Regions from separate parts of the Mus musculus genome. Here regions 1, 2, 3 and 5 are each linked to region 4. The links are chromatin contacts, called in public Hi-C, HiChIP or PLAC-seq and promoter capture Hi-C maps. All regions are on one chromosome and are shown on one strand. The core of a region is the stretch at or near the end of the contact, and the rest is flanking DNA. Distances in the headings are between cores, read along the strand shown. Region 1 overlaps Btbd9 (BTB (POZ) domain containing 9). Region 2 overlaps Btbd9 (BTB (POZ) domain containing 9). Region 3 holds the start of Mtch1 (mitochondrial carrier 1). Region 4 holds the start of Mdga1 (MAM domain containing glycosylphosphatidylinositol anchor 1). Region 5 holds the start of BC004004 (cDNA sequence BC004004).

The links. Promoter capture Hi-C pulls out the DNA fragments that hold promoters and counts their contacts. Hi-C and Micro-C count contacts between places; a contact is called where the count stands out from the background. HiChIP or PLAC-seq counts read pairs in DNA pulled down with a chosen protein or histone mark.
Region 1: an H3K4me3 HiChIP or PLAC-seq map of forebrain shows a contact between it and region 4, with 12 times the contacts expected there. The contact joins the enhancer-like site here to the promoter of Mdga1 in region 4. A contact is called at or near these places in 1 of 39 promoter capture datasets (the 3T3-L1 cell line), 1 of 15 datasets of contacts at CTCF or cohesin (large pre-B cells), 9 of 484 Hi-C or Micro-C datasets (the G1E-ER4 cell line, the MC3T3-E1 cell line, the THB-7 cell line and 5 more), 14 of 115 datasets of contacts at active chromatin or transcription factors (craniofacial prominence, embryonic basal ganglia, embryonic forebrain and 10 more) and 1 of 9 other capture datasets (embryonic stem cells).
Region 2: a contact with region 4 is called in an H3K4me3 HiChIP or PLAC-seq map of stem cell-derived neural progenitor cells, with 7 times the contacts expected there. The contact joins the enhancer-like site here to the promoter of Mdga1 in region 4. A contact is called at or near these places in 4 of 39 promoter capture datasets (the C10 cell line, embryonic stem cells, liver and 1 more), 8 of 484 Hi-C or Micro-C datasets (MC3T3-E1-derived osteoblasts, bone marrow-derived DN2 thymocytes, cortical neurons and 4 more), 16 of 115 datasets of contacts at active chromatin or transcription factors (astrocytes, bone marrow-derived macrophages, craniofacial prominence and 10 more) and 2 of 9 other capture datasets (adipose tissue and liver).
Region 3: a contact with region 4 is called in a promoter capture Hi-C map of liver, with 3 times the contacts expected there. The contact joins the promoter of Mtch1 here to the promoter of Mdga1 in region 4. A contact is called at or near these places in 2 of 39 promoter capture datasets (liver and stem cell-derived epiblast-like cells) and 2 of 9 other capture datasets (adipose tissue and liver).
Region 5: a Hi-C map of pro-B cells shows a contact between it and region 4, with 5 times the contacts expected there. The contact joins the promoter of BC004004 here to the promoter of Mdga1 in region 4. A contact is called at or near these places in 2 of 39 promoter capture datasets (embryonic stem cells and liver), 2 of 484 Hi-C or Micro-C datasets (embryonic stem cells and pro-B cells) and 2 of 115 datasets of contacts at active chromatin or transcription factors (embryonic stem cells and memory CD8 T cells).

What each region holds. Positions count from the first base shown.
Region 1 is chr17:30,437,554-30,443,092 of GRCm38.p6, forward strand. The region is part of intron 6 of Btbd9 (BTB (POZ) domain containing 9); the gene reads right to left. Among named protein-coding and RNA genes, the nearest start is that of Btbd9, 140 kb to the right of the region's middle. Within about 2 kb of position 2,393, at least 51 of the 459 cell types and tissues checked have an H3K27ac peak or open chromatin away from gene starts, as enhancers often do. A contact at or near this core is called in embryonic fibroblasts and pancreatic cancer cells, where this site is marked.
Region 2 is chr17:30,469,025-30,474,490 of GRCm38.p6, forward strand. The region is part of intron 6 of Btbd9 (BTB (POZ) domain containing 9); the gene reads right to left. Among named protein-coding and RNA genes, the nearest start is that of Btbd9, 100 kb to the right of the region's middle. Within about 2 kb of position 1,962, at least 45 of the 459 cell types and tissues checked have an H3K27ac peak or open chromatin away from gene starts, as enhancers often do. A contact at or near this core is called in adipose tissue, cortical neurons, muscle stem cells and 1 more, where this site is marked.
Region 3 is chr17:29,344,319-29,349,553 of GRCm38.p6, forward strand. It overlaps Mtch1 (mitochondrial carrier 1), which reads right to left and starts at 3,614. Exons shown (of 12, transcript NM_019880.4): 1 at 3,149-3,614. The coding sequence starts at 3,469.
Region 4 is chr17:29,885,258-29,891,296 of GRCm38.p6, forward strand. It overlaps Mdga1 (MAM domain containing glycosylphosphatidylinositol anchor 1), which reads right to left and starts at 3,321. Exons shown (of 17, transcript NM_001368423.1): 1 at 2,190-3,321. The coding sequence starts at 2,256. Gm41559 (a long non-coding RNA gene) reads left to right here and starts at 4,644. Exons shown (of 3, transcript XR_003952341.1): 1 at 4,644-4,733; 2 at 5,720-6,039.
Region 5 is chr17:29,267,365-29,272,551 of GRCm38.p6, forward strand. It overlaps BC004004 (cDNA sequence BC004004), which reads left to right and starts at 1,424. Exons shown (of 9, transcript NM_030561.3): 1 at 1,424-1,638.

The DNA of each region.
Region 1 (5,539 bases), core at 1,143-3,642, 550 kb after region 4:
ACGTCAAGGAAACACAACCATGGCTCTTGGCCGGAGCACTTAGGGTGGTGGACAGCAACTCCAAGTCAAGGTTTCAGGGCAAAGTAAAGTGCTTTATGTTCAGTTATTTCCATGGAGATGAGGTCTTACCCATCCTGGCCTTGGACTTCGACTGCCTCAGTCTTCCTCATAGCTGTGACTACAGGTGCACCCTGAAAACCCTATGTCTTCAATCTAGTGCCATCTCTCTTTGTAGACCATGCAGCCTCTCTGGTTTCCCAGCATACCAATGCTGCACAGGGAAACTGCCGTATGAGCCTCTGAGAAGACATTATTAGCACAGGGTCGATTTGGGCTATTCCGACTATGGAGAACACACCTACTAGAGGGAAGGGATGGAAAGTTTTGCTACCAATACCCAGTTGACCAAGTATTTGGAGGAGAGATTGCAAAGAGGATATGTATAGGGGCTGGAGAGATGTCTCAGAGGTTAAGTGCACTGGCTGCTCTTCCAGAGGTCCTGAGTTCAATTCCCAGCAACTACATGATGGATCACAACCATCTGTAATGGGATCTGATGCCTCTTCTGGCATTCAGGCACTGTAAACATAATAAATAAATATATCTTTTTTTTAAAAAAGAGGACATGGTCTGGCGTGGTGGTGCACTCGGGAGGCAGAGGCAGGCAGATTTCTGAGTTCGAGGCCAGCCTGGTCTACAGAGTGAGTTCCAGGACAGCCAGGGCTATACAGAAACTCTGTCTCAAAAAAACCAAAAAAAAAAAGTACATGTATATGAATGTATGAATGTATGAATGTATGAATGTATGAATGTATGAATGTATGAATGTATGTATGTATGTATGTATGTATATGTATAAAACAGTGTTCTCATGAATTTTGCCACCTTTACATTACTGACTTGGAGTCTGTGTTACTGTTGTCATAGTTTAGATGTGACATGGCATTCCTGGCTTGTCTGAACCATAGTCCTTAGCCAGTGGTGTGCTGTATACAAGTCTGTGACCTTGGCTGAAGGAAGCAGAGACAGGTCTGAGACGAAAAGCCTGGATGGTCCTCTCTGCTTCCTGATGCATGGAGACGTGAGGCAGCAGCTGGACCATGCTCCCACTGCCATGGAGCCCTCCACAAGCCTTCCTCACCACGATGGCGGCATGCTCCCCAACATTCAGTCAAGAAAAAATCCCTTTCTTTAAGTTGCTCTTAATGGATACTTGATCATAATCACGAGAAAAGTAGCCTGAGAACTGGTACTACAGACTGACAACACTACTTCCATAAGCCTGACCATATGGTTCTTGGGTCTTCCAGACTGGTCTGTGGGAGAAACATGGAGTCTAAAACCACAGGCTAGAGAAATCATAGATAGCTGCCAACAAGCATTAGTCAGCCATTGTGGGGAGTATGGAAGGCCAGCCTGCTGTCAGAGCAAAGACAGGAAAGGGTGGCTCCTGAGGTTGGGAGGGGGATGGGGGTTCTGTCAGGAACTGGGTGAGAAGCCATCCATGACATCCTGACCAGGACTGTGGCTGCATTCTGCCTGTGTCCAGGATATCAGCAAGGCTGAAGGCAAGAGCTAAAGTCAAGGCGGAAGCACGGACACTGGAAGATAGGAAGAGCGCACCGTTTGGTGAGGAAAGGAATGTGAGTAAGGATGACTCTGCAGAAAGCACACGAGGAGAAAGCAGAGGTGATTGTTGAGGAGATCAGTGCCATTAAGGGCCAATCTAAAGCTCTCAACTGGGAAAATACAAAGTATGCCTGAGGACAAAACCCGCCCAGGGGAAGGGCCATTAATTATATTATATTATATTATATTATATTATATTATATTATACCATACTTTCATTATAAAGAGAATACTTGAAAAGGCAGCATTTGGGAGACCCTGCTAGAAAATGGAGACCTATTTCTCCAAGTTCACCCCCAAAGGCTGCTATAGGCATAGCCAGGCTTTTCCTTGGCAGCAGGACATGCATCACCCACATGGAGCTGGTTTTACAGACATGTGGAACCAAGGGCTACAGGGTTATGGGAGTTTCCAGAACTCCAGACAGACATTGCGGTTACGTAAGATGTAGCAGGGTTGGACTGTCTCCATGGCCTACTGAGTGGGCTATGCATAGAGTTATGAAGGCAGGACATAAGTTGTGCTGGGGACCCTCAGGATACTGGAGATGCCATGAATTTAGGGCATTCGTTAAGATGCAGACATAAATGTAGTCAGTACTTGAGAGAAGCCCCAACTGAAGCAGACAGCAGAGTTGGACAAGCAGCCTCAAGTCTTCTGGAGCCCAGATGATGCAATACATGGCCCAGATGGAACTGAAGGCCTTACTTAGTGTTGGCCCCACTGGGCTGGACTCTTGCTTTCCTCCCTGTTTACATTAGGAATCCTTCCATCCCATTTTACTCTGGAAGAATGTAATTTGCTGGGGCTGGAGAGATGACTCAGTGATTAAGAGCACTGAATGCTCGTCTGAAGGTCATGAGTTCAAATTCCAGGAACCACATGGTGACTTACAACCATCTGTAATGAGATGTGACGCCCTCACTGGGCATGGCGGCACACACCTTTAATCCCAGCACTCAGAAGGCAGAGGCAGGCAGATTTCTCAGTTCCAGGCCAGCCTGGTCTACAAAGTGAGTTCCAGGACAGCCAGGGCAATACAAAGAAACCCTGCCTCGAAAAACAAAACAAAACAAAACGAGATGTGACACCCTCTTCTGATGTGTCTGAAGATAGCTACAGTGTACTCATACACATAAAATAAATAAATCTTTAATTTAAAAAAGAATGTAGCCGGGTGTGGTGGTGCACGCCTTTAGTCCCAGCACTTGGGAGGCAGAAGTAGGCGAATTTCTGAGTTCAAGGCCAGCCTGGTCTACAGAGTGAGAAATTTGCTTACTATTTTATAGATTGTGCTCAGTTTACAGAACACCTTGAGATTTAGAAGAAATTTTGAACTTTGGACTTTTGATCAGGGTTAGAAATGTAAGACTAGGGGGGCTTCTGACATTAAAATGAATACATTTTATATTATGAGATGGCTATGTGCCTACAGAGTTAATGGGGAGAGTATCATGATTTAGATGAAAAAGTTCCCTTACAGACTCCTGTTCAGACATGCAGTCTTCTGGCTGGTGGCTCTGGTTGGGGAGTTCTGGAACTTTTAGGAGATGGCACCCTAGTTAGAGGGCATGGATGCTGAAGGAAGGTTTATAGGCTAGCCCCACCCACTCTTCCCCTGTATCTGCTTTCTCGTCTATCCAGGGTTGAGCATGTAGATTCACACTCCTGCTGCCACAGCTGAGAGGCACTGCAATGCTTTTCCTTGCCACGGCCAGTATCTTCCTTCATACCAGGAGCCAAATAAACTCTTCTCAAGTTGATTCTTAGAAGATCACAAAAACACTAAAAGAGGGAAGTAACTAATAAAGCTTAGTGTCTCCATCATCTGAGTCACCTGCCGTAGGACTGTTGGTATTCCCAAGGTTGAAACAGTCTCTCAGCATCACTTAACCACCTCCAGCCTGTCTCCTACCTCTTAGAGAATTTCATGGTGGTCACTCATTCTTCTACAACTACCCCTCTGCCTTCATGAGCTAGACTGTTCCTGTAGTCACTACTCTTACACTGTCCTGAGAGGCCATCTCTCTTCACAAGGGCTGGGAACAGACATCTTAACACTGAAGGGTAGGGAGCAAGGTGGGGTCTTAGCCTGACTGAACTCTGGACTATTTCCCTTTCTTTTGAACTTGGTGTGAATCTATTTCATCAACTACAGCAAAAGTCCTAGAACTCTGTTGTCCTTAAATAGAGGACTGAAAAATCACTGGACAGAGAATGCAGGAAGACGTTTGAAAGTATCAGGCTACTACTACTTAAGTGCCAAGTTGCCACAGTATGCCCATCAGCCACAATTCCATCTAGCTATTCTCACATAACAAGACAGAGTCACAGCTCCAGGAGGAGCAGCTCGCTATGTCCCTTCAGTCTATCTGAGCATGCCATTCTGTTTGAAACAACACTGGAGAAGCAGTAACAACCGTCAATCACGTCAGCTGCAGATGAGCACAAAATAAGTGTCTCGGGGGTTCTCAGAAGCTCCCAGACTTCTCTGTAAGCCATTCTGCTATCAAATGGAACTACATAAACAGGACCCAAGCCATAAGACTGTAGATTTCCTGGGCTTATCTGACTGAGATTGTTGTCAGGCATACAATGAATGGTCGGTGGAAGCCAACAGGGTCTGACACACTGCAAAGCAGTGACAAGAGCTGAGACACATGACCCTCTGGCCCCCAGTGACTTCCCATTCATACCCAGTTTTAAGACCTTGGCTAGTAGAGCACCACCCCCGTGCTATTAAGTCGATCTGATAATTCATACAGGGTAAAGGGGGGCATACAAAGAAAAGGAAGAAACTACAAAAATCTGTTTTGATGTTGGAAAAACATCACTTTGTTAGACAAACAACAGGAGGTAGTGATATTCACCTTGTTTTCCTTTCTAAAGAGAAACTCAATGTTTTGCAACATTTTAAAGGTGTAGACTAACACTCCTATTCTGGAGTACATCTGCATGATAGAGCCACTAAGCCACACTGGTGGATATTGCCATTACTGTCCAATTTTATTCTAGAACAAGCATTTTCATCTCAGAATCCAGACTCAGATAAGGAACACGAAAACCTTTAAATGAGCGTTCTCTTTTGGGGACTGCTATAGAAAAAGGAGAATGCAGGTGACACTGCAGACTTCCTGAAGCCCCTCACCAGCTGACTCATCTTCCTGTTTATAAACAAAGTAGAAAAGTTTTCCTTCATAGGGCACTTGAATGGGGAGGGACAGTGGGCATCTCCTGCCTCTGTCACTGCTTAGTAAGGAGGGTCTGTTCATACCATTCTTGCAGCTCCATGGAATAAGGCCCTTAGGTGTTCACAGCACTCTGTTTAGGAGCTCTCTCAAAGGCGTGGAAGAAGCTGGCACTGTCCTGCTGAAGGTCAGGGCTACAGCTCACTGCTACAGCACCTTGTCTAGCCCATGCAAAGTCTTAGGTTTCACCTATAGCACAGTTAGGTAAGTGGGTAGGCCCTGTCATTGGGCACTAGCAACTTGCAGGCTCTACTTAAGTCTATCACTTACGTTTTTGCATTAAGAGACCCATCAATAATAGACCTGAGGCCCCATATCTTTTCTGGGCAGGACAGGACAGGACAGGACAGGACAGGACAGGACAGGACAGGACAGAGAGTCAGCCCACAGCAGGTCACTACCCCATCACACCCTCATTATGAGAAAGAGAAGTGTACTCTGATACCCATCCAAACAGATGTGTGGTAGTTGTCTGTCCAGTGACAGTTTTAGACACAATGCCCACCCAAGTCCCTGCCCTTTCTCAAGAGGTCATTATGTTGTCAGATACAAAGCAGCCATGGCACCAGCTGGGCTCGGCAGAGCAAGGTAAAGGCATGAATGTGTGTCCTGGGAAGTGCACTAACAAATGGCACCTCAACAATGAATCCTCTCGTACAAAT
Region 2 (5,466 bases), core at 712-3,211, 580 kb after region 4:
TTCCAGTACTGGTTGAAGATGGATTAATCTACAGTTACTCAGCTGCAGAATATTACTCCTATTCCTCAGACTTTATATATGAACTATTACATCCATTAGATAGCTCTACAGCAGCTCCTCCTACCTACCCTTAAGGTACTCTTTCTTATTCAAGCCTTCCCTTCCTAAGGGGAACAGTCAAGGCCCCTCGCTGCCAGGCACCACCCAGCACCACCCGGAGCCTGCAGCAGGGGAAGAAGCAGGATGCTGAGAAGGAAATTAACAAATTTGTTTAAAGGGCACCACTATGGGATTTGAACTTATTCCTGGACTAGACTTTAAAGTTCAAGACATGTGGACACTAACATGAACAATTTTCTTTCAGAAAGTCTACACATCACAGAGGAACTAGTAATGCCATGTTGCAAACAAGGGCAGAGTTGCTCTTTCCCTGCTAAGCACAGAACTGTGCACCATTAGAAACGTTTCCAGAAACGTTTCCCGAAACGCCTTCTTCACTTTCCTTCACAACGATAGGGGAAGCATGGGAAGACAGTACTTGCGTCCTCTCTGGACCTGCACTACCCTGGGGTGGCAGACATTTCATCTCACTGCTGATTTGGACAGGGAGGGCAAGAGAGGGCTGGAACACCGGCGTCAGACACCAGGCCCCTCACCTCTGGGGTGCAGATGTATGAAAAGCACAGAATAAGTCGGAACGTACAACTTGATGTACCAAAAATTAAAAATGGAAGCAGAGGGTGGATCAGTGTGCACGGTCTCACAATACAGTTTCAAAGATAATTGGTAATGTTCTCTTCCCCCCAAAGAAAGTGAGGGTTAAATATAGTTGCTCAGTACAAGGACGGCTGGTCTTCAGGATGTGTAAATTATACATTACAGTTACATAACAGGCTAAATCACAGTCATCAACAAAAGAAAATTTGGCACAATTTGTGAATTTTTATGATTCTAGCTCATAAGCAGAGCTTCAAAAAGAAGGAAAAAAGTATTCCCTTGAATCTGCCATGCAAGTAAAACCTTAAAGAGCCCGAGGCAAGGGAAGGGGAAGGTACCCCCAGGAAGACAGAAGGAAAAAGGGGGACCCTTATCTCCATGCGTTATTGTTACTCTAATAAAACAACACTCAGACATTCCACAAAATTAAAACAAAACAAAACCTCAGAAAACCAGGCCATGCCTTTAGAAGCCAACAAACTTAAGGTGACTATGTCAGAGTCACCAAAGTCATATGAAGAACACAGATCCTTTTAAAATATGTACAAAAAAAATCTGAGTAGCTCAAACCAGGGCCTAGGGAAGAACTCCCACACCTCCTAAGCAGATCGGGAGCCACCTAGCCCCACCTGTACTGTCCAGTGCACACTTCAGGGCCAGTCAAAGCATTCAGCTAGGGACATGCTGGGATCGTCCGAGTCTTCTGTGTCAGGTCCTATTCTGACCGAGAAGCTGGAAGTCTCCTCAGGCCTGCTCGATGTTGCCAATTAACATTCATCTGTGACAAGCTCATCCTCTAATCTCCCACGCAGAAACAGCTGCCATTACTCTGCGAATCTATTAAGCAGTCATAGTGGTCGGGATAAAGAACATTAATGGGAAAACAAAGACACATATAAGGAAAGAAGACAGAAGTCATATATGAAGCAGCAGAGAGCAGAGCCACCAGGACACCCTCTCCTCCATCCTGTCAGACTGTGCCCCACCTGCCATCAAATCAGCACAATTTTTTCACTGCACACTGAATAAAAAGCAAAAACTGCTCTCTTTGAAACGAAGTTGGCCTTGTAAGAACTCTCGGAATTCAAAGGTGATACTCAAGGGACTTCCAAGTGTCTAGCATTCCAGAGAAGCCATCAATCGTGATAAAGCTGAAGAGAGAGGACGCCCTAAGCGTGCCAGAGCCGCTGTACTCCACCTCAGTCATATTTCAGAATGACTTCAAGGAGTCGATGCTGACCCAGATCCCCCAGCAGTTTGATGTGTGAGCGCTGGAATGCTGCCAATCCTTCCAACAGGAGATTCCCAGGCCAGACCAAAGTAAACCTGCATATCAGGTGGGGTGGCAAGCACTCCCACCCATAAAGCTCTGAGTCTCAAAGCACTAGGCTAGCTTGCTCTGTGAATCTAACCCTGACCTGTTAACTAAATACCAAAACAATCTGACAAAGCCAAACCCAGTCCTCTCTTGGATCTGCTCCTCCTCCTTCCCCTCTGCCTTACTTCCTGCTCTCCTCTCCTCTTCCTCAGTGCCTGGTCACTTACTTTGGATTTGTGTGGCTTCCCACACTAAGTGTAGGATCCAGCATCCTGAGTAGCCTGAGAGAGAGAGCCTAAAATGGACAGGTTAGAAGTGTAAAAGGAGGCTGCTTCCTGCAACTCTCCAACTAGGAAGAGGAGAAAAAAAAATCAGGCAGATGAATTCATCTCCTTCTCTTTCCCAAGGACAGCTCTAGTTTACCTCCTCCTCTTCCTCCACTCCCTCCTCTCCTCCTCCACTCCCTCCTCCTCTTCCTCCACTCCCTCCTCTTCCTCCACTCCCTCCTCTCCTCCTCCACTCCCTCCTCTTCCTCCACTCCCTCCTCTCCTCCTCCACTCCCTCCTCTTCCTCCACTCCCTCCTCTCCTCCTCCTCACCACAATCCTTTCCAAGCAGACCAGTTGGCAAGACCAGGGCCCACGCTTGCTTAGCAATTTGCTCAGAGCGGCACCCTCATCTCGTTTCTCCACAGCCTTCCAAGCTTCGCTTCTTTTTGCCCGTGACTCCTATACACCTGGACCTGGGCCTCTCAAGGAAAATATCAACAGCTCTCAGTCTCTGCCTCGGGCTGTCTGCCAGAGAACCCAGGATAAGAGCCTAGGTTTAGCGAAATTCATCCCTGATGAAATTAATAAGAAATCATTAAAATGTACACTGCCTAACTATTTAAGAGTCAAAATAATAAATCCTCAGAGAAAGTAAGAATACTGAGTACCAGAAACCTAAAAGGACCAGGGCAAATAAACACATAAAATGTCACCAAACAACAATGTGCTCAGAAAGCCATGACAATTACATACAGAGCCTCTGCAGTCATGCCACCACCAACAACTTCAGAGAACAAGATCAGAGATTTTCATTACAGAATAATGCTAGGCTGGGACTCAAGCCCACAGTGGAACGTCTGCTTAGCATGCAGACAGCCCTGGGTTTCATTCCCAGCACCACAAACTTAAAAACACAAACAAAATGTAAGAGATGCTATCTGTTGCCCATAGAGTTCTCCGTCTTTCTTCCTAACAAACCTTGATAGCACTCTTATGCACCCCATAAAAAGGCTTGGGGGATGCACCCTCTGGCCAGGCATAAAAACTGAACAGTGATTGCTATGGTAGTTCACTGAGGACTAGTTACAGGGTTGGTAACTCCAACTAGTTCTAGCCAATGATCTACAGCCATCTCCAAAGGGCTTCTGGGAAAGGCTCCTTAGCTCTTCAGAGAAATCAAGGGAAAGATCTTCTCATGATCCCTGGGCCCATGTATCAGATACCTTGTGATCACAAAAAGATTGTTTGGGGCAAAGCTCAGATCATAACGATGACAGAATCTAAGCACGAAGAAGTCTATATCCTTTATAATGTAACCAAATGAACCAGCTGGGAAGCAGGCCAATCTCTGGGTCTTTACCTAAATACCTGTTACGTGGACTTCCTCGTTATTTTTAACCTTTGAGTCAGTTTTCTCTCACTTGCAGCTAAAGGGATCTTCAATAACTACAAAAAGCACCAAATTGGTTAAGGAACATTTGAAAACCTATAATCATGTGTCATTACGCAAGGAGGGGATTAGATTTGAAAATAACCGTTCTTTATCCATAAGAGCGTACATTCTAGTTTTTAAGACATGTGAGACAAACTGAGAAGAAGGACACTCAATTGAAAAGGAGGCTAATAGAACCAGCGTGGGGCGTTTTCGAGCAGTGCTGCAAAGGAGATGAAGACCAATGTGTACGCTTTTTGAAGAGCACTATATTCAATTAGCGTAATTCAACTAAAAAGAAGCTCTCTGGGAGCCAATACAGCTCTGTATTTCCAGCACAGCATCCCAGCGTGAAAAAAGGACGTTTCCTTTACTCTTTTGTTTTGTTTTGTTTTTGTTTTTTGTTTTTTGTTTTTCGAGACAGGGTTTCTCTGTATAGCCCTGGCTGTCCTGGAACTCACTCTATAGACCAGGCTGGCCTCGAACTCAGAAATCTGCCTGCCTCTGCCTCCCAAGTGCTGGGATTAAGGCGTGCGCCACCACGCCTGGCTTCCTTTACTCTTAGTGGGTCCCAGGTCTCAAAAAATATTATCAAAATTAGTACAAGTGAGTCTTCCAAGTCTGGGCTATACAATATGAGATTCATCAGAAATTCAGTAAATATATACTGCATCTCAGCCATTTCACCGACTATAGAGCCAAGTGCGGCTTCTTCACCCAAGTGAGCACCGGGTGCGTTCCTGTTGCCTACATCCAGGCTGCAGACTAGTACACAACCCAAGATGGCAATCAAAACTGCAGACAAAGATGCCACTGGCATTTCCAAGCACTTCTTTAAAAAAAATTACAGTTGGGCAGTGGTGGCACACACCTTTAGTCCCAGCACTTGGGAGGCAGAGGCAGGTGGATCTCTGAGTTCAAGGCCAGCCTGATCTACAGAGTGAGTTCCATCACAGAGAAACCCTGTCTCAAAAAACAAACAAAAAATTACAGAAATGGCCTATATGTTCAATAAGAGACCCCGTAAAAATGTTGCCATATAACTGACTTAAAATAGCAAATATTCTGGGTAAAATCTTAAATAAAATTCATGCAACCTCTCCACTGGTGTGTGTGTGTGTGTGTGTGTATGTGTGTGTGTGTGTGTGTGTGTGTCATATTTGTTTGTAGATCTAATTTTTAAAAACAATAAATGACACAAGAGGCTGGAGATATAGCTCAGTTAGAAGACTGCTTATCTACCAAGCCAATTCATAAATTCATGCTGGTCCAGAGCCCAGCAGCACATAAAATCAGGTGTAGTGACACAGGCCTGCAACTTTAGCACAAGGGCAGTGGAGGCAGGAGGATTATAAATTCAAGGTCATCCTGAGGTACACAGTGAGTTTGAGGACCAACTGCAGTACATATGAGACCCTATCTCCAAGAAAAAAATTATAGGAAAAAACACAAAATTTTTAGGCTTGGTTATCTCTGAATTCAAGATCAATTTTTTTCTTATTTTCTTTTTGTCTTTGCCTTTTATTTTTGTTTTGTTGTTGTTTGAATCATGGTCTCTCTATATATCCCTGGCTGGCCTGGAATTTACAAAGGTTCACCTACAACTGCCTTGAAAGTCCTGAGATTAAAGGCAAGCTTAGAATTTTGTTGGAATTTATACTAAGTTTTCTGCAATAAACACACATAAGTGTCTTTAAACTATGCATTGCTATCAGGTTTAGAAGACTATGC
Region 3 (5,235 bases), core at 2,364-4,863, 540 kb before region 4:
AGAGTGTAACGGGATGAGGACAACCTCCCTTGGGCCCTCAGGACAGACCTGAGCAGCAGCAAAGGACAGGCCCGCAGGTTAGGACGCCAGGCCGTGTCAGCAGTGCTGGGTCGGCTGCTGTGCTGTGCTGGCTGCTGCTTTCCCTTCCCTTTCTTTAGGAAGGTGTTTCATCAAAGTCCACATTACTCCAGTAGACCTGACTCTGAGATACACTGAAGGTGGCTGATTTTAAATGTCTTAATTCTTTTTTTTTTTTTTTTTTTTGGTTTTCTGAGACAAGGTTTCTCTGTGTGTAGCCCTGGCTGTCCTGGAACTCACTCTGTAGACCAGGCTGGCCTCCAATGTAATTCTTATTTATTGTGTCTGATGTGAGGTCGGAGGTCAACTCTGGAGTCCGGTTTCCTCTGGCCACCTTTGCTGTAAGTTCCAGGGATGGGACTCACATACTTTGGCTAGAGCAACAAGTGGCCAGTGTGCTGCTAACCCATCTCACAGCTCCTGACTGTAAATTTTTTTTTTTTTTTTTAAAGATTTATTTATTTATTATATGTAAGTACACTGTAGCTGTCTTCAGACACTCCAGAAGAGGGAGTCAGATCTTGTTACGGATGGTTGTGAGCCACCATGTGGTTGCTGGGATTTGAACTCTGGACCTTCGGAAGAGCAGTCGGGTGCTCTAACCCACTGAGCCATCTCACCAGCCCCTGACTGTAAATTTTTAAAACCCTTTATTGTGAGGTCTTTTTGAAAAAAAATGACGCTCACAATGGCTTATCCAGAAAAGAGTTAGGTGACCCAGGCAAACAGCTTTCCCTTCCAGAGTTCTTCTTCTAGGTCAGAAGTGGCCTTCCGCGTCTTCAAGTGGAGGGTGGTCCTTTGTGCTGGAACTTCAAGCCCCAAGCTCTTGCTATGATGCTGCCCACCAGTCTTATCAGCACAACTCCAACCTGATCCTAAAACCCGAACCCTCAACCGCACATCCTCACGGCTCTCAAATCTGTTGAGTTTATCGTCTTATGTCTACTGGGTTATCAAAGGTACAATGTGAGCCGAGGTCACGGCCTACTTGATTTGTCCTCACGTCATGCTCACCTAGATCTGTTTCTAACTGTCCTAACCACAGCCAACACCGTGATCCCGTACCTAACACCAGCAGAGCCAGTTTGCCACCTTCAATACCTCTGCCTGCCTCCACCCCCGCCCACGAGTCTTGATCTGAGGCTCAACATCTAGCCTGCACACCTGTTCCCTGCAAAACACAATCTGTTATTATTGTTGCTTTTTTGTTCAGTGTTACCGATTACTAAGCTATAGCCATTAAGCTCCCTGAAGTTGTCACCCCCAACAGAGCTCTTAGGCTTACACCCCCCTGCCATCTAGTTCCCATCACCCTTTGGGCTCCCCTTCACTCTCTAGGTCCCTCTCCAAAGACCTTTCATTCTTTCAAACCCCCACACTAATGCCACCATGCTCCCAATGATAAGCCACTTCCCCTGTGTCCTCCCACACTACACCCAGAGCCCCCCCGACCCTCTCCGCCTGCCATCCTAAGGTCCAGCATTTGATTCTCACCCCATCAGCTCCTAGCACCTCCAACTGCTCAACTCAGATACCTGCAAAGCCCAGAGTCCCTCCTAAGCTGAGGCTTGCTGTGGCTGCAACACTATGTTGTAAATACACATTCACATGACAGTAGGTCAGTGCTGGTCTCCAAATCCCCCTTTCAGCCGTCTCCAAATCTCTGCACAATTTGATGCCCAATGGCCCTGACAGTATCTTCTCATTCCTTATATTTCTAGTTAAACTCCAAATTCTAGAATCCCCATTCCTCAGACCCCAGGGCTTCAGCAACTCCCATTCTTTGTTTGTTTTTCTCGAGACAGGGTTTCTCTGTGTAGCCCTGGCTGTCCTGGAACTCACTCTGTAGACCAGGCTGGCCTCGAACTCAGAAATCCGACTGCCTCTGCCTCCCAAATGCTAAGATTAAAGTCCTGCGCCACCACTGCCCAGCAGCGACTCCCATTCTTAAGGCCTTCTCATTCCAAATGTATTTCTAATTCTCTCAGTTCTATGACAAGGATAGTACAATAATCTTCACACTCACTTGCCTTAAATCAAACCTCAAATCTTAGCTGGGTCTCCAACTCAATCCTCACCACCCATCCCCCACTCCTTTGGAAAATGCTAGGCTTCATCTTTGATTATCAGTCTGAGCCTGAACCACGCCAATCAAAACTCTCCCCACCTCCATCACACACCCACCCAATTCTGCCAAATGCACAACACCTCCTTCCAACCAGATCCCTCCTCCCCCTTTACCCTTTCCTCATCCTCTATTGGAGTGAATTGCTGCCAACAAGCAAAAAAGCGTTTAGGTGCCCAAGCATCCTTGAATCCAGACATCCCTACCTTTGCTCCAGCTTTGACAACCCTTACCTATTGTGCCTATCCCCATTTTCTGCCCATTCCCAACCCACGCAGACACAATTACTTCAATTCCTTCCTTCCTCCACTAAATGCGTCATCCCATTCTCCCCTTCCCCCTAAAAGCCGCCTCCTGGCTCCCCTTTCCAGACACCGCTCCACTCCCCCCCTCCACCAATGCGGAGGCCCCTCCTCCCACCAAATCTGTCGTCGCCATCAAATCTACAGGCTCCTTCTCAAGTAAACCGATAGCTCTTCCCTGCTGCATTCTTTCCCTCTGAAATTTTTGGCCCTGCTGCCCACTCCTTTGTCCCTCAAAGCTTTCATCCATCTCTATAAATCCAGAGCCCCGCTGTCCTCTGCCCCAAATGTACTCACCTTCTAAACACGTCGCTTTTGTACCCAGCCAGCCCTCATCTACCCATTCACCAAAACTTCTCGGCCCTCCCCCAATCCTGTGGCTTCTTTCCGCACCCCAAATCCATTACCCTTCGGAATTTCAAGCTCACTGCCTTCGACTACTTATCTCCCACATCTCATCGCCTTTCCCTGCACCCCCAAATCCCTTCCTACCCCACGTCTGTCACTCACGTCCCTTCGCTCCCTCCCAGCACCTCCAAATCGCTTCCTTTCCCACGTCAATCACTCAGATCCCTCAGCCCCCTCCCTGCACCCCCACACCGCACATCCCATCCACATCCTCCCGCCGCGCCCCCCGCCCCACCTGGATCAGCAGCTTCACGTAGAGCAGCGGGTGACTGAGAGCCGTCACGCCCGCGCCCAGCGCCACGAACAGCGCCTCGGTGGTCGGGGCGTTGTCCCCGGAGCCCGGGGCGCCCGGGCCGCCGTCCATCCTGCGCGCCGACGGCTGAGCCGCGGGCCGAGGATGGCGAGGGTGCGCGCGGTGCGCGGGTGGCGGGTCCCGAGCGCGGGCCTCGACTCCGGCCGGCGCGCCGCCCCGAGCTCCTGCACCAGCTCCGGCTCCCGCCATCCCCGCGGCGCCGCCGGGAGCCCAAGGCGCCACTTCCGGGTCCGAAGCCCCCATGGCGCCAGGCGTGGAGGTCACTCCCCGTCACGTGGTGCTGGCCACGCCCCGAACGTCAAGGGGAGGGTCCTGGCAGCACCACTCACGCCGCGGGGCGAGGGGGCATGGCGGGCGGGCGAGTGTTGTTCCTTGGTGCTCCCGGGCCCGCCTCCTCCGGCCCGGGGCGGGTTCTTTGCAGCTCTGTGCCCGCCCCTTTGCGGACCAGGCCAGTCACCGCAATCGTGCCTACGAGTCTCAGTCTGTGTGCCCTGCTTCTGCACTCCTTCAGCACGATCCCGGGACCTGTGTAGAAACCCCTCAATAGTTGAGTAACTCACAGCTGCTGAGGGCTGGGAGCACTCTTTGCCTGTGCACTTATGAAGGCCCGGTGCTGGCTGCGTTTAGTTACTAAATAACTAGGCCTGGGAGAGCTCTAGTCTAGTGCCTGGAGCATAGTGCTACGCATGCCTTGAGAGCAATTCTTAGGGCCACCTTCCAGGAAGGTGCTTACTCCAGCCGGTGATTTGTTTCCACCTCTGAACAAGCACAGCAGCTCTCAGCTGGTCTTGAACTGCCCAATAATAGAGTCTTCTGGTAATGGACCTCAGAGTCAGCAGGGACCCTTTGGTCCCTAGCAAGGGACCTTGTCCTCTTGCTAGTTTGCAAGGAAGGTCTTTGGAATGGTCAGATATTTGCACCCTCCCTGATTGCCCGTGGTGTAGGTTTTACCTCACGTTCCTGACACTTGCCCACGCAAATACTTTCCATCTGTGGGCTTTTCCTCCGTATTGTCCCCAGTGCCTTGTTTTTCCGATCTGTATTTGACTGTCCCCCATTGGACCGTGTTTTTGTATGGCCCATTCCGAATGTGGCTCCCTGTACCGTACTACCGTGTACTGTACTGTGTTGTATCATATTGTATTGTCTGGCATTAATATCTATCTTCTATCACCGCAAATATAGGAATGCATAGAAAGTATATCTTCAGGGAAACCATTCCTAAGGGAATGAATGAAGCAAACAAAGTAACAATCCAGTGCAGTGGCACACACCTGTAAAGTAAGCCCGATACTCAGGAGGCAGAGGCATCAGGATAGGAGTTCAAGGCCAGACTGAGCTGTGCACCATGCTACATCAATTTCCTTGGCTGCAATTGATAGCTGGCTGTTAGCAATCACAATTCTTTCATTCACATCTTAGTTACTAATATTATCTCAAGATACAGATCACACTGTGATTATAAGTGTGTGTGTGTGTGTGTGTGTGTGTGTGACAGAATGACTTCAAAGGGTTACAAAGGCCACAAATCTCAACAATTTGAAAGAGTCCTTACTGGAGGCAGAGGCAGAGAAAGCCACTTCTGAGGTTAGATATTAACCAGTCCATCTGGAGAACGGCTCAGGAAGGGCAGAGCTGCTGAGGGCTTGCAGGACTGGGTACAGGTGGGTGAGCAGATGGACAGACAGATGGATGGTAATTCAAACAGGCCACATCAAACACTGGGAACCCAGCTAAACTGAAGCCCCTGGGATTGCCAGGACTTCTCATTCCTCTGTCCCTTGACAATATACACTGAGTGGTCAAAAGATAGGCCTGACGTCCAGAGTTAGGTGTCTTCCTTTCTATGAGGTCCAGGTGAGAGAGTATTGTACCCTTCCCTAGTATGATGGTTTGTATATTCTTGGGCCAGGGAGTAGCACCATTTGGAGTTGTAGCTTTGTTGGAATAGGTGTGACCTGGTTGGAGTAGGTGTGTCACTGTGAGTGTGGGCTTAATACTCTCACCCT
Region 4 (6,039 bases), core at 2,071-4,570:
GTCAGCCTGCCCTAACCCTAGCTCTTCACATACTCAAACGATCTCATTGGCATTCCTACAGGGTGCCGGGTACCAGACTGGGGCTGGATGCTGTGGTGGATGGCCAGGGTGGACATCTCCATCCCTGTATACTTCCACACTCCCACTCATCTGCTTCATCTGCTTTGGGGTTCAGAGAAATGGGTGGGGTAGAACACATCCTGGCTCTTTACCACACTCCTTAGTTCCAATCCTGCTGAGGTGTCACCAAGCTTTTGTAACCTTGCAAGGGACACTGTCCACCCACCCTAGCTCCTGTTTCTCCCGATTCCCATTCACCTCTAAAAAAGATGTCCCACTCAGCAATCCCCTCTACAACCCAGCTTTGCCTGGAGCCAAGCTATCTAAGTTCAGGAGCAAAGAGTGCCCCTGAAGAACGAGGGGCGAGCAGACCCAGTATATCTACCCTTCCTGACTTGTAACAAGAGCATCAGGGACCCCAGCATATGAGAGATGGGACAGAGAAGCTTGAAAATGAGGGTCTACATAGACCATAGTTCTTGTTCCCTAACCTCTGTCCTCGTTGTTGGGGCTCCTAAGTAAACCCAGAGAGGACTCTTTAAATGTACATCAGGCCACCCAGATGAAGATGGAGAAACCCAAGCCAGAGAGCATGAGATAGTGTCATCAGACCAGCCCAAGGACGCAGGAGAAAGGTGCCGTTGACAGACCCGCACCTCAGGAGGGTGTGTGAGCAAGTTACAGTAGCCACTTGAAGGTGGCAGTGACTGAGCTGCTGATATCTTTAGTGATTCCGGAGAACAGGAACTCTGAGGCCTCTGGTGTCTTCCCCTGCCTTGTTTTATAGCCCCCCACCCCCAATACATAAAGCTCAGCCTCTTGCAGCATCCCTCCCGCCTGCCTTTTCTGGCCTATGCCAGGGGCCAGGCAGTAAGAGACACACAAACTAATTAAGAAGCAGAGTTTGGCTGGATGCCTGGGCTGGCCTCACCAGGGAATTAAGCCCAAGCTGTTAGAGCCCAGGAGCGTATACTTTCCAGATACCCCCTCCCCGGGACGCTCCTTCCTTCTGCCTGGCACAGTGAGAGACCCAAGACCTGAAGCTAGTAGCCAGGGGATATGGCTTCTGTCACCCACACTGTCTGGGTCCAACACCCTCCACTCTCAAAGAGAATAATTAGATTCTTAGCCCCAGAGAAAGCAGGAGAATCCTGCCCACCCCAGCCACACATCATTAGAAAGTAACTACAAAGCCCACCCTGCGGTGAGCAGAACGCAAAGTCAGGGCCATGGGCTCTGGGGACTGACTGACTTTCTGTGCTGTGCACGTCGGGAGGATGACCCTGGGTAGTATTGAACCAAGGAGTCTTCGGTGAGGAAACCCGCGGCATGGAGTGGAGAAAAGGTGATCAGAATACTCCATGGCGCGACTGAGCTTGTCTTGGGCATCCAAGAGCAGAGCTGCGTGGCGGGAGGCAGGGTTTAGACACGTAGCCGGATGGGTGCGAGCCGTGTGTGCGTTTCCTGAGGACTGTGGCTGAATGTGTCTGTGTGTGCGAGCAGGCAGAAGGAAGCTGGGGCTGGGGTTCTGTGGTTGGGAACCAGCGACAGGAAGAGCTGGCTCAGGAGAGGTCTGAAAAGGGATGCCGAGAACAGTCGGCGCCTGGGCTAAGGGATGCCCAACAGCTCAGACCGCCAAGAAGCTAGAAGAGGCGATCGAGCCGCGGCCACTGCCCGGAAGGCGAGCCAGCCTCAGGGCCGCGGTGCTGGAGAGCTTCTCGCCCGCCAGCCGCGCACAACTCCGGATCGCTCATCGCCCGCTTCCACTCGGGAGGCTGAGCCGAGGGAGGAAAAGGATTCCGTGGGAACAGCTGCCCCAGCCCAGAGCTTGGGCTCTTCCCGGGTCTCCTGAGCTCACTGTATTATTCTCCCAAGACTTCCGGATCTCTCTAACCCCTGGAAAGATTTCGGAAAGCCGAGACCTTACCCCGGCATCCCCAGCCTCACACCAATAGCCTAGGACCGCTTCTTGGGCTCGGGAGCAGCCTGCTCGGTCTCCCGGCGCCCAGGCGAGGGCGGAGACGCGGCCATCAGTGCATCCACCAAGCCCCGGCAGCGCGCACTTTGAGCAAGATCTTGTAAAGTTTCCGGGCGGCTCCGCCAGGGTAGAGCGGGACGCTGGCTCTTACCATAGACTCCTTGTCCCCGACAGTGGAAGGGGATAAGCGCCAGAAGTAGAAGACAGGTCACCTCCATCTTCACGGCCAGTGCTTCATCCCCGCGAGGCGGCGCAGCCTGAGAGGCGGCGGGGGGCGCATCCGCCGGGGCACCGCTTTGCCCTCTGCGTTCCCTCCTTTTCCCTGAGTCGCGACGGAGAGGGCGGCGACCGAGACTAGGAGTCTGAGCAAGCCGCGACTCGGCTCTGTCCTCTTCCCACAGGGCGGCTGCCCGGGTGGAGACGCAGGGGGCGCTGCCCCAGACCTTGAAGCCTCTGCGCACCGGGCGCAGCAGCCAGCTCCCTGGCCCAGAAAGCTCGGCCACCGAGCAGTCCTAGGTCCCCAGGGCTGTCCACCGAGGGTGCTGAACGCGGGGGGACCTCTCTGCTGCGGCGGCCGCGCTCCGATCCAACAGGCCACCGATGCCTGACAAACTTGTCTTTTCCCCGCCCAGGGGACGCCCCTCCGCGGAGCCAGGCCAGGAGGCCCGGACTCTGCTTTGGTTAATCCGCTGGCTCCAGTCCTGCAGTAGGTGTGGAGGGCTCCGCAGCCCGACCCAAGGGAGCCGGGCTGGGCGCCCTTCCCGGAGGCGAGGGCGCCGGGTCCCGGTCCTCTGGAGCGCTGGAGCAGCGAGGACTAGGTTCGGCAGCGGGGCGAGCGCTCCGGGTCCCCGAGTCCGCGAAGTTAGCCGAGCCGCCGCCGAGGAATCCGGGGGAGGCGATCGCGTCCCGGCGCCCCCGCGGGAATCCAGAGAACGGTTCCAAAGCAAGAGGGACCGCAGCCAGCAAGGGAAAGAGGAAAGTTTGAGTCCTTTGAAAATAATTCGCGCTCTTGCGGAGGCCCGGGCTCAGGAGCTGCTGGCCGCCTCCTCTCTCCCCGCTCCTCTCCCGCCGTCTGGCCGCCGCCGTGGCATTCCCGGGCTCCGCGATCTCGGGAGAGCGGGGCTGCGCCGCGCCCCAAGTTGGGCGTCCCCGCCCCCCTCCCGGCGGCCTGGGCCCGAGAGGGCCCCAGCGGGCGGGGCCGGGCGGGCTCCGGGGCACCGCGGCCACTCCGGCTCCGGGGCCGCGGGAGCGCTCCGCTCGCTCCCTAACTTGGGCTTCGCTGTGCTGCTTTCTGGTCCCTCCGAGCTTTTCATTCCGCGCTTCCTCCACCTCCCCATCACCACCACCCCGCCTCCCGCTCTCCCTCCTCCCTTCTTCCCTCCTCCCATCTCCGCGATCGGTCTCTCGCTCTCCCACCCTTTGTCGCTCGCTCGCTCTCCTGTTTGATTCCCCTCCAGTTAAAAAAAGGGGAGCCAATTAAAGGCAGCCCAGCTCGCCCGGCCCAGCCTCTGTCCAATTTCCTTGCTTCCCCCAGGACCAATTAGAGAAAACAAAACAGGGCTGGGGGAAGCAGTCTCTCTCTCTCTCTCTCTCTCTCTCTCTCTCTCTCTCTCTCTCTCTCTCTCTCTCTTTCCCCGCCCCCCCCATCTCTCTCTCCCTATCTCCGCCTCCCCCACCAGCCCCCTGGCAGAAAAATGTCAGAAAGCAGCAATGGATCCATCTATCCCGAGGACAGTAGCGGGAACGTGGGTTCGGCGCGGGCTCTGCAGCCGCGCACTCGCACACGCTCTCCGCCCTCCCTTGCACAGCCCAGGCTGGCAAAGCCCTGGCCGGGTGCAAACGCTCGCCGCACGCTCGCCGGGCAAGCACCGGCGGCTGGTTGCTGGGACGCAAGCCTGCAGGGCACTGGACACTTAATGAATGTTTTGCACTTTGGAGAAGGTGATACTGGAGCCTAGGATCGGAGGGAAAGGCCAAGGCGTCTGCTTCTCCTAGACCAGAGCTGGCGCGAGAGGCGGTTGCCTGCTGTCGCTCTGCAGGGATGTTGGCTCGGCTTGGGAATCCCGCCACCTCCACCACCACTACCCGCCCCTGGCAGAGCCCCAGCCCCTTTCCAAGCTGCCTCGGCCTCTCCCCGGGTCGGGCGCCGGGGACGCTGCCAGAGGCACTGAGGAGGAGGACGCGCTTGCAGCTTGCAGTGTCCTAGCTGAGGCCCACAGGTTGCCAACAGGTTTGCCAGCAAGACCCCAGTGCCAGAGCTCCACAGGGACACCCAGGGTCCCCTTCAGCCCGCTTCTCTCAAATCCTGCCTACCCGTGAGACCTCAGGCGTGGCCAAGTGCCCTAGGGGTGCTCGCGCTTCCTGCAGCCAAGCCGGGAAGCCTGTCTCCCCCCACTTCGAGACTCCGTCACCTTAACCCGGCCCTCCCCGAAGCTGTGACCAAGATGTAGTTCCTTCCAGACGCCCTTGGGGAGGGGCGTGGGCTGGGCAGAGAGGCGCACGACCTCCCTGGCGCCTCCGATAGCGTCCTCCCTCCAACCCGGTCCTGCTAATCTTACCTGCTCCACCTGTCGCCGTTATTTATCTCGGCGTGAGCGCAGGGATTGTACTAGAGCGGCCCGTGGGAGCGCGGACAGCACAGCCGCAGCAGCTAACAAGCTCGGAGGTTAGATCCTGTTCAGGATCTGCTGCAATGGTGGGTCCATGACCTCAGGCATCTGTCCAAACTCAAAGACCTGTTTCTGATCACCCAAAGAGTTGATTCTCTTGCATGTAAATCAGCGCATGAATTAAAAATATTAATTATAAATCCCTCCCTCTCCAAGCCCACTCCCACCGGGATGTTTCTCCTCTGACCCTCCTGGGCAAACATAACCTGTTAAGGAGGAGTGGAAAGCACAAGGTGTTGCCTGGTAGATGGGGAGGGGCGCCATCAGCCTGACTCTTCTCAGTTTGCTTATGGTTCATCCAGGCTACCCGCCCTTGTTCCTGGCTCCTTTGTTTCTTTCCTACTCTTACTAGGGGTGGGAGTCCAATGCTCAGTTAAGGGTGTCCAAACTCAACTCAGCAGATGCCAACTAGAGATTTATTGAATGAATGAATGAATGAATGAATGATGTCCATCGTGGGCCAGATCCCCCAGTCCAAAGCTACCTTCCACGTGCTCAGCCTTCCGTTAACTCGAAGGGAAATGCATGATATGATCCACAGACGTCCAATGTCTTCCCACCTACCTCTCCCACTCAGTCTGAAAGGGAAGTGGTATCAGATGAGGGGGTGATGGTGAGTAGCTTGGTTTATTGTCCTGTTGCCATTATTGGGAAGCTTCCAGAATCCCCCAGGAAGCTCCCAGGGAGTCATCCTTGATGAGTCAGGCTCTCTCTGGCTTTGCCTATTCTGGGAAACTGTTGTATTCCTTTCCCAACCCCAAACAGCATCAAATTGCTTTTCTCTGGCCTAGCAGAGAGGATGGGTATACTGTCTGAACACATATTGGCCTGGAAAAGAACGAGGCCTTGTGGTGGAGGGCTAGGGAGGAGGAGAGCAGAAGTCCAGAGCCTGGCAGGCTGGGATTGAACATTTGCTGTGCTAATCCACTTGTGAATACTCGCTGTGTGTAGTGTAAACACCTCGACAGCCTGTTCATGTGTGCCTGTCAACTCAGTCATTTCCTCCCCACAGTATTCCAGGCCTGCTGCCTGGGACTGAACCTCAGAATTGACAGTGGCAGCCAACCTCAGAGAATGCAGAGGACCACCAGGCTTGTGGTCCAGCCCTAAGCTGTCTGGGCCTCACTGTCACCCAGATATCAAGCAGGTGGGACTTCTACCTAGCAGTGGTTGAGAGAACTGGGTACCTGCTACAGGGACAGAGGTTTTGTGTCGGGCACTGTCAGGCATCTTAAGGACTTACTCTTGTTCACAGAGATGCTAAGGATCCTAAGTAGCCAGGCTGAACAGCTTTGTGCCTTCCTCCTAAGGTTCCCAAGCTGCAGGTATGCA
Region 5 (5,187 bases), core at 174-2,673, 620 kb before region 4:
GGAGCTCACTCTGTAGACCAGGCTGGCCTTGAACTCAGAAATCTGCCTGCCTCTGCCTCCCGAGTGCTGGGATAAAAGGCTTGCGCTACCACTGCAAGGCTAGCCCTAAATTCTTAAAGACATTCTCTGTTCTCTTCCAGCCTGTCATCTAAGGAGGCTGCCACTCTGATCGTCACTGTTCTCTGTAAAGCTGGTGTCCTTAGGGAAACAGAACTGTACCTCTTCAGTGCAGTCTCACCTGTCTCTCTTTGCCTTGCAGCTTCAAGTGATGGGAACTCTGCTAACCCCAGTTCTCTCACTCGGTGAGGTTCTGAAAAGGGGACTTTGAGAATTTCCAAGGCCACCATAGATGAATTTAGGCTCCATATATTCTCCTTTTTAGTTTTTTTGTTTTTTTGTTTATTTGGTTTTTCGAGACAGGGTTTCTCTGTATAGCCCTGCCTGTCCTGGAACTCACTCTGCCCGGCAGCTACAGACAGTTCTAAGCCATTGTGTGGGTGCTGGAAAGTGAACTCTGGTCTTTTTCTGGAGCAGCAGGTGCTTGTAACTCCGGAGCCCTTTCTCTAGCCTGTGTAACTGTCATTTTAAGGGGTTAAAAACAAAGTCAGTTCTGGCAGGCTTAGTATGTCAGCTGAGGGTACAGGTAGTAGTGGGTGTCAGGAAAGGAGACTTATTTGTGCCTGTATGGGGAGAGCGTAGAGTGGCCTGGTGGCCTGGAGTCTTTGCTCTGGTTCATCTGACCCCATCTCACAGTCACCATGGCTTTTGAGTTATAGCATCAGGGCTGAGCCCAGCATTTTGTTTCAGGTCCCCGGGTAGAAATCAGTTAAAGGTTCTGATATAGAGGCTTGAGAGATGGCTTGGCTGTTCAGAAAGCTGTTTTCCCAAAGAATTTGAGTTCAGTTCCCAGAATCTATATCATTCTGCTCACAGTTGTCTGTAAGTCCAGTTCCATGGGATCCGGTGCCTCTGAAGACACTTATGTGCATGGAGAAGCGTACACATACTACACACACACACACACACACACACACACACACATATACAAACAGTTGCTGACTGCCACTCCCTATTTGTGAGAGAAACCTGCAGTCAGTTAACCAGCTCCATAAACCTGTTTGGCTGGTTCATGGTCAGGTGTTGTGAGAATGTTCATGTTACAATATATAATTCTTGAAGCAGTTTCCTAAGAGTACAGTGCTTAGTGATGCTTACCACAGAACCAGCAGTCAATAGATACAAACGAGTGAGCCAAGTGTAAATGGGAATGAATTGAGTCAATGAGTCCGGACCCCTAAAAAAATTTTTTTATTATTATTATTATTGTTGTTATTAATATTTTGAGACTTCTACGACTGAGAAGGCGCAGTAGTGCCATCTGGACGTCAGGGGGAGCAAGAGCACAAGCTTTTCAGATACCGCGAGATTTGCCCCGCGCCCCGCGCCCCGCGACCTCGCCAGATCTGTTTCGGAACCTGGGGCGCAAGGAGCTTTTCCTTTGTGTTCCAGCCCTGGCCGGCGGCGCGAGAACCACTTCCGGGTCGCGCTGCCGGAAGCAGGAAGTTGTTGGCCCACCCTCCTCGCCCGGCGGCTGCTGTCCCCGAGGCGGGAGGAGCCCGAGAGGGCGCGGGCCCGCATGTGAGTGACTGGGGCCCGAGGCCGGGAGGGGGGAGGCCGGCCGCCCTCCGCGGCCGCCGCTGCCTCGCGCCGCCCTCCTCGCCGCTCCCGTCCGCGTTCTGCTGACTGACAGCACCCCCGACCGCTCCCCGGGGCAGATCCCCTCTGACATCTTTCCCGAGGCTCCGCGGGGAGGGTGACGGGGTCCGACACTGCTCGAACTTGGTTCGCAGACGTGGCGGCCGTGTCCGAAAGCCCTGACCCCGCTTGCCAACCTGTCACAGATGCCTTAGCGTCACCCCTGAATGGCCCCTTCTTAGACATCTTAGCCCAAATGTTAAGGAGGAAGTACTTAATTTAATTTTATTTATTTTAATGTGGACTTAATGTGATAAACTTGGCGTCTCAGAACGTGGCATGGCACACTGACCCGTTTGCAGTCAATCGCCTGCCAGTACGAGAAAAATAAGCTGCCTAGTGTTTCCTTGCATTTTAAGACTTAAACCTTGCAAGCCATGTGTCGTGAGTATGCTATGTCAGAAACATAAAGGGACACGTTTGTCTTTTCACAGTGCCAGGCACAATGTCTTTCACAATGGAAGTACAGATTCACAAACTGGGTTTCGTTGGCTGCAATTTTGCCAAGATTTCGAGATTTCCCTTGACAGCTGGCCATCACCGAAAATAGAATATATCATTCCAGTCTTCACTGGTGATATTAACTCTCACCGGAGACTACACATCCCACAGTAATTATATGTCTATGTAGGCTATTGAATAGCTGTGTAAGGGGTAAAGAGGCCACAGGAGTTCTAAGAGGCCTTACATGAAGCAGAAGACAGATGTAAAGAGAAAGACAAGTATTCATGATAAGGTATGAAGGCTTTGGAGCTGAGGGAGGCCCGGAGCTAGACTTCACCATTGAGGTGAGCTTGGGAATGAACTGGAAGATGGTCCAGAAGGACACACAGGTGGCCACATCAACAGTGGCAGGAAGGGGAGGATCTTGAGCTCCAGAGATTGGTAGGAGTTCTCTGCTGTCAGCCTTTAATGAACACACTCGTGGTTACACGGGCAATGGGGGCTCTTGTCATTATAGCTTTAGAAGTGTTCATGGGGCTCAAGTGAAGGTGATCGATTTTTGCCACTTTCTAGGGCATATGATAAGTTGGTTTTATTTAGTGTATTTGATAATGGATCTCCTGGTGTGAATTCAGTACCCTTATGTGTTCATAGAGTTCTAATTTATTTTGATAAGTTATGGTTGGTTGGTTGGTTGGTTTGGTTTGGTTTTCCTCCCTGGCTAGCCTGGAACTCACTCTGTAAACCAGGCTGGTCTCCAGCCCTCCTCTGCCTCCCAAGTGTTGGGATTAAAGGCGTGTGTCACCTCATCTGGCAGCCTCGATAGGCCTATAGGTGGAAAACTCTGTTTATTAACTTTTAGAAGTAAGTGGTTGTCAGTCCGTTCTGCGTGAGAGACGCTAACAGGTGGTGGAACCCTATGCACAGTGAGGCGTGGTGTGGTCTTCCTGCTTCTGCATTCCCACTTAAAATAGAGCCAAACGCTGCTTTTATAGAATGGAGTCACCTCGGGCAAGGTACAACCTGAAAACTGCTGTTTCACACAGTATGAAGTAACACATAACAAGGCACACACAGCTTACAACCCCACACATTTTATGATCTGAAAGCCTGTATCACTTTGGTATCGAATGTTCTGTAGTCATCGCACTCTTGGTAGTAGAGATTACGCCTACATCTTCAGAGTCAAAGTCTTTCCCTTGTTCACTGGGTAGTTCCCAGTGTGGAACTTTTTATGGACCTCTCTCCCATTTGGTTAACTCAAAGTTGACTTGTTTCAGTTTCTCTCTTAAGAACACACGGGGAATGGGGGTTGGCTCAGTGGCAGAGCGCTGGACTGGTATGCGCCAGGCACTGCTCAGGTCCCCCTACTGAAGGGAAGCAATGCAGATTACAACTTAAGTCAGGCATGCTGACGACTGCCTTTAATCCCAGCACTTGGGAAATAGACTACATGGAATAGTTTCTTAAAACCAAACCATCCCGAGACCCCAGCTATACATGTACATGTATAGTATATGTATACACAGGTGGGCATGTTTGTGTGGAAAGTTCACCTTTGCTGCCTTGCAGTTTGGGCTGAGTGTTCACACATCCCAACTTTTATACCAGAAAGAGCCAAACTCAGGTCCTGAAATAGCAGTAACCGCCCGTGGTCAGGGAGCCCTCCTGCAGCCTGCATTTTCTCCATTCTCCAGTTCTCTGCCTTGGATCATTTTTCTGTGACCCAGTTTAAATGTCTGTCCTCCCTGCCTATTCTCTGACATTCAGAAAAGGTGAAGGTGCTTGCTTCCAGGCCTGCTGCTCACTAAAGCGACACCAGGCTGATGTGTATCAGGAGGAAGGGCACTCGGGGAACCACGAGACATGGTTTGGAGACAGTGTTCAGCGGGTCCTTTCTTTGGATTTGTTCCTTCATTGGGTTCTTTGATTTTTTTTTTTGTGTGCTCTCATTTTCTCTATTTTTAAAAAAACTTTTTAAAAGTTAATATGTGCATTGGCGCTGGAGTTACAGACAGTTTTGAGTTACTGGGAACTGTAGTTACTGGGAATTGAACCAGGATCCTCTGGAAAAATAGGCAATGCTTTTAACTACTGAACTATCTCTCTAGCCCCAAGTTGTTGTTGTTGTTAATATTAATATTCTGAGTGAGTGTATGCACCACATATATAATAAGAGGCCAGAAGAGGGTTCAGGTCTCCTGAAACGTAGGGGTAGGACTTACACAGTTGTGAGTTGTGGTGTGGGCACTGAGAACCGAACCCAGGGCCTCTGAAGTATTAGTAAGTGCTCTTAATCTCTGAGGCGTCTCTGCAGTCTATTTTCTCCATTAGTCTGCTTTGAAGAACTCACAGTGTAGATTGGGAGGAGATGGAAGACAGGCTTTTTAGGAAGATGCCTGTGAACTAGCATGGTAATAGAGACGGTGAGGACGGCTTAGTGGAAAAACAGGACAGACCAAAGAGGTGGCAACTAGGCCAAGTAGGCTGTGGTATGGGTTAGACTTCATCTTATAGCAGTTATCAGTAAGTGTTTCATTTACTTGGATATTAGAACAAATTTTGCATGTGCCATTGTGTAATCCTCAATTGCAGTAGCTATAATTATTCACCACTATCACCTCTCTTTTTTTGGATACAGGGTCTCATGTTTGAGGCTCCAGGCTAACCTCACACTTGCTATGTAGCTGAACTCCTAATCCTCCTGACTCTAATTCTGACTCTAGTTGAGTGCTGAAATTACAGATGTGTTCCCCACATCTGGTTTATTATCCCCCCCTTTTTTTTAAAGATTTATTTATTTATTTATTTATTTTATGTAAGTACACTGTAGCTGTCTTCAGACACTCCAGAAGAGGGCATCAGATTTCGTTAGGGATGGTTGTGAGCCACCATGTGGTTGCTTGGATTTGAACTCTGCACCTTCAGAAGAGCAGTCGGCGCTCTTAACTACTGAGCCATCTCACCAGCCCCTTATCCCTTTTTCAT